Regions from separate parts of the Triticum aestivum genome. Here region 2 is linked to region 1. Evidence: chromatin contacts called from public Hi-C data. All regions are on one chromosome and are shown on one strand. The core of a region is the stretch at or near the end of the contact, and the rest is flanking DNA. Distances in the headings are between cores, read along the strand shown.

Region 1 (2,700 bases), core at 153-2,652:
ACTAGAAAAAGATCACAAATTCTCGAGCCATCACTCTCCTCGTCTCCTCTGCTTCCTCCCAAACCATACCCTCCCCTCCGCCATGGCCAACTACGGCGAGCGCTCCGGCAGCAAGTCTGATCCCATCGATTGGGACGGTCTCATCAAAGACGAGGACGACGGATCTAGCTCTGGCGCAACGGACGACGAGGAGCTCACGCTACGCACCGCCATCGAGCGCTCGTGTGTGGACACCGTCGGGAGCTCAAGCTCCCTTGCGTCCGCCGCGAGCTCCTCCACCTCCTACAGGCGGAATGCGAGTCGCGGTCACCCGTCCCGCTCTGCGCCGCTCCAGATTCGAACTGTGGGTGTCTCCCTTCCCCTCGAACGCGGGCACCACCCGGCAGCAGTGGGTGCTCGTGCCTGCGGCTCCAGTGCGGATGTGCATGCCAAAGTCGGAGGCGAAGGGGCCCGGTGCGAGCGGCAGTGGGCGGTGGCTTTGCCAGCGCCTGATTCTTCCCGCCAACGGGCGCGCTCCGTCCACGTCAACCCGAAGGGGGCGCTCCTTCGCGAGGTCATGCAACGGTGGTTGACCATGGCGGAGACCGACGCGCGGCGCCTCCGGCGCAAGAACGCGTAGGCGCTCCGCGTCGGTCTCAAGGTGTCCGAGCGCCTCGCCCGGGAGAAGAAGACCGCCGCCACCAAGGCCGCCCGCCATGCGAAGGAGCAGCAGCGCCTCCTTCGCTACCTCTCCGGGTACATTTCGTCTGCGTTGGAGAGCGGCACCACCATGGACGACGACGACCCTCCCCCGTCGACACATACATGGAGGAGATGGACCGTCGCGCCGCCGAGCGCAAGGGCAAGGGCCCAACCAAGAAGTGGTGAACTCCGGCCACCCGCCATGCTTGTTTATATTTTAGTTGTTTTTAGATTTAGTTTGAACTAGCTCGACCCTTTTGGATGAACAAATTGCATGTCTGATTCTGCAACTGCTAAGTTTCAATACTATCTCTATGATCTATGCAGTATGTATGGATTTGCATGAAATAGGGTATCCGTATTTGTTGCTTGTGGTTGTAGAGGGAAAATTTGGGTATTGTCCGGACAGGGCCAGCGGATACGCCCGGACACACCTGCAGGCGAATAGGGCACCAAATTTGGTGTTTCTTGTTGTAGATACTCTAAAGACGTGACAGGCGATGCCAGCACGTGCGTCCGGGCGCATCCGCGGATACAGATGTATAGGGCCTCGGATTTGCTAACTATGGTTGTAGAGGCTCTGAGGGGATGGGTTAGAGTTGCTTAACCGGATCAACCGCGGCAACCGGACCGGCAAAGCTGGGCCGTGCAACCGCGGCAACGACCTTTAAAGCCAGTGTCCCGTCCGCATTCACTGCGCGCAGCGGTGCGTGCTGTTGGCGCCGAGCACACCTACGCCGTGATTTACCACCACTTCAACGGAGCCTTTAAAGCCGCAAAAGCCCCGCCGCAAGCAAACCCCACACACACGTAACACCCTCCACACCGCTCCCTCTCTGTCGATGGCGAGGCGGTCGGTGCATCGGAGGCAGGAGTTCAGCTTCGCGGGGGACTCGCCGACGCCGTCGTGGGGCGCGGAGGCCGGCGAGGGGCGCGCGCTGCCTCCCCGGCCGCCGGTGGTGGCGACGGCGAATCCCATGGCGCCGCGCGCGGGGGAGGAGGACTTCCGCTGGCTGCAGGCGTCCAGGCAAGGCTCGCCGGAGTCCGGCTCCGGCACGCCGTCGCCGCAGCTCTGGGCGCACCACGACCGGCTGTACCCGGCCTCCGCCGGGAGCTCCCCGTCGCGCGCGCAGGCCATCGCCGGCTACCGCCGCGAGATGCTCGACCTCGTCCGCGGCCTCCCCGAGGCCGCCTACGAGCTCTCCCTCCGCGACATCGTCGAGTCCCGGCCCTCCCCGCTGCCTCCTCCTCCACCACCACCACCACCACCACCACCACCACCGGCTCAACCGTACGCCGTCGCTACGCAAGAACAAGGAGGCGGCGAGCCCAAGAAGGACGTCACGGCGGCTGCCATGGACGGCGACGAGGCCAAGAAACAGAGCGACGGCGGGGGCAAGAAACAGGGGAAGGCAAGAAAGCAGAGGACGATGGGGAGGACGCGAAGCCGGAGCATGGAGCGCAGCGTGAGCCTGGACACCGGCCTGCTCATCAAGCTCTTCCTGCCGCTCTCCGTCGGCCGGAAGAAGAAGGTGTCGCCCAAGCCCGCCGCGGTCGCCCCCGCCAAGGACGGCAGGAAGAAGACCAAGACGAAGAAGAAGAAGCAGGGGAAGAAGGAGGAGGAGGAGTGGTGGAAGAAGAGCGAGTTCAGCGAGGCGGGGAGCAGCAGCAGGACCAGCAGCAGCGGCAGCAGCAACAGCAGCGCCAGCAGGAACAACGAGATTGGAAATGGAATTGGCGGCAACAACCCAAAAGCTCCGGCCAGGAGTAGGAGCAGGTAAAAAAAACTTTGTTCTCGATTGAGATTTTTTGCGCAAAAGAGTAATAACATAATTTTTGAATAAATTATTTGTGCTTATGGTCTAGTTACTTAGTTGTTCTTATCCAGATATGAATTTAACACTGTTTTGGAAGAAGAACCCCAAAAAATTAATCTTAGTTCAGATCTGGAAATGGTAAAAGATTATCAAATGTAAGCATGAGTCAGCAAATACGTCAGTATGAAAATTGTATGGTATA
Region 2 (2,700 bases), core at 198-2,697, 230 kb before region 1:
AAGGCCGTTGCGTGAGTGGCCTAGGCATCAAAGACATGGTATACAATTTCTTCTTATTTGTTTATGTTAGCATTGATTGATGCTTGCATGTCTATTGCATATGGATGTACATTGTTGCCTTCATTTTCATTTGTAGGCATTCCAAACTTTGAAAGCATTCAAGTCTCAACATGAGAACAAGCCATTCACCCTTACCCATTGTTGGTTGATCATTAATGATTGTGAAAAGTTTAGTGAGCAATATGCTGCCCTAAAGAAGAATGGAGGGCTGGCGACCGTCAAAGAGCATGGTGAAGGAGAGAAGCGGACGAGGGGGATGACCAAATCCAAGAGGGGTGAGAAGCATGATGTGGCGACATTCGCCTTGCAAGAAACTTTGCAAGGAATGATGACCCAAAAGGAAGTAAGGGAGGAGAAGATGCGCCAAGAGAAAGATGAGCAAATGAAGGCCTACCTCGAGATACAAAAGAAGAAGCTTGAGATCGAGGAGAGTGTCCAAACGAAGAAGCTCGAGATTGAGGCGGCAAAGGCCAAGACCAAAGCAAGATAGGTGGGGCTTGCTTTTATGGTGGAGGTGGAGATCATGACGGTGGACTTGGGCAAGGTGTCCCCGAGGAGAACACCATGGTTCAAGAAGAAGCAAAAGGCGGTGCTCAAGCTAGATGATTGATCTATGGCCGAGAGCTCCATCATTTTTGTATGCCGGCATGTGTGCCGACATGACCAAGATGCATGAACTATGACCCTTTTTGTATGCTGACAAGGGTGCCAGCCACTGGCATGTATGGCGGCTGTTGCATGGCCGCTGGCATGTACTATGACCGTTGCTCCATTTTAGATTAAATTCGCTTCGGACGCGTGGACAAAAATGCATCGGCTTGTTGGGCGCACCGGGCAGGTTTGAGCGGACACGGTTGGACAACACGCCATCAGCCAATCCAACTGGACGAAAAGCGGATAAAATTTGTGTTCGTTTGCGTCCTGCGTGTTGGAGTTGCCCTAAGTGATGCTGGCACATGCACGAAGACTTCCCGGCTGCATCGACAAGGTCAGGCCGACTCTGGTATGGGAACGGCGACACCGGCGCGTCCGAGCTCGTTTTGGCAACGCAATGGTCGTTCGGTGGTTCATAGTAATTTTTATTATGTTTAATGCGCCTTATACTCCCGAAGAATCTTTATAATAGATCTGTTTCTTTTTGAAAAAAAATTGATGCTGGAGTTGATTACTGAAGCTCGCAGTAAATCTGTGAGACGCAAAGTTTCTGGATCGCAGCGAGGTGGTGCCGTGGCGGACGTGTCTTGTCCCCTGTCTCTGAATCTTGTTGCCGGACGTGTGGCTCCAAATCCTCCCGCTATGCGAACCCGAGGCCCCGAAACCACCGGGCATATGCGTGCTCCGATCCGCAGCTCCTGTCCAAGAAACGCTCGTCGTTGCCATGGCACCGGCACCGCTGACCACCTTCGTGTCCTCCCCTGCGCATCACCCTTGTTCCTATTCGTATCACCGCCGTCGCCGGGGTGCCGTCTCTGCGTCTTCGTCATCCTCCTCTGCTAAGGCGGAGGACGTCGTCATCGTGGGTGCGGGCATCGCGGGTCTGGCCACCGCGCTCTCCCTGCGCCGGCTCGGCGTGAGCGCCATCGTGCTGGAGCAGGGCCCGTCCCTGCGCGCGGGCGGCACGTCGCTGACACTGTTCAAGAACGGGTGGCGCGTGCTGGACTCCATCGGCGTCGCGGACGAGCTCCGGGCCAAGTACCTCCGCGTCCAGGGGTACACCTACCTAGCAATTCTCCTCTCTCCTTCCTTCACGGGTCCAGTGCTTCTCTCCCCTTAAACTGCGAGGTTTCAGCTGATCGCAGGATGAGGATGCGGTCGTCGGCGGGCGGGCGTGACCTGCGCGAGTTCTCCTTCGAGGAAGAGGCTCCCGGGTACGTATGCATCAAGACTTGCCTCTTGTGCTTGCATCGATTTGCTCTGCTTTAATGGACTGGACTGATTGATGTATGTATCAGGCAGGAGGTGCGGGCGGTGGAGAGGGGAGCGCTCCTCGCGACGATGGCCTCCAAGCTCCCGCCAGGCGCCATCTCCTTCTCGTCCAAGCTCAAATCCGTCGCCGGCCAAGGGCCCGACGGCACCCTGCTGGAGCTCCAGGACGGGAGGCAGCTCCTGTCCAAAGTGGTGCTGGGCTGCGACGGCGTCAACTCCCCGATCGCGAGGTGGATGGGGTTCTCGGAGCCCCGGTACGTGGGGCACATGGCGTTCCGTGGCCTCGCGGACTACGCCGGCGGGCAGCCGTTCGAGTCCAAGGTGAACTATATCTACGGCCGGGGCGTCCGCGCCGGCTTCGTCCCGGTCTCCCCGACCAAAGTCTACTGGTTCATCTGCTTCAATAGCGAAACCCCAGGTATCTAGGACGCTGCAATTTTGGTATGACATGAGAGGGCGAGCTTATGCAGCTTTGATCAAGTTGCTTCGACTGATCTTGCATGGCATTGGCATTGGCATGACAGGGCGCAAGACAACGGATGGCGCGGCGCTTAAGAGGGAGGCCCTGGAACTGGTGCGGGGCTGGCCTGACGATCTGGTCGCCGTGATGCGGAGCACGCCGGACGACGCCGTAGTGAAGACGCCCCTCGTGGACCGTTGGCTCTGGCCGGGGCTGGCGCCCCCGGCGTCCAGGGGCGGCGTGGTGCTCGTCGG

The links. Hi-C and Micro-C count contacts between places; a contact is called where the count stands out from the background.
Region 2: a Hi-C map of leaf shows a contact between it and region 1, with 4 times the contacts expected there. The contact joins the promoter of LOC123099666 here to the promoter of LOC123096315 in region 1. A contact is called at or near these places in 2 of 5 Hi-C or Micro-C datasets (both in leaf).

Annotation. Positions count from the first base shown.
Region 1 is chr4D:76,211,221-76,213,920 of IWGSC CS RefSeq v2.1, reverse strand. LOC123096315 (atherin) reads left to right here and starts at 1,402. Exons shown (of 2, transcript XM_044518013.1): 1 at 1,402-2,458. The coding sequence starts at 1,524.
Region 2 is chr4D:76,442,012-76,444,711 of IWGSC CS RefSeq v2.1, reverse strand. It overlaps LOC123099666 (monooxygenase 3), which reads left to right and starts at 1,447. Exons shown (of 4, transcript XM_044521783.1): 1 at 1,447-1,770; 2 at 1,860-1,928; 3 at 2,013-2,404; 4 at 2,511-2,700. The coding sequence starts at 1,447.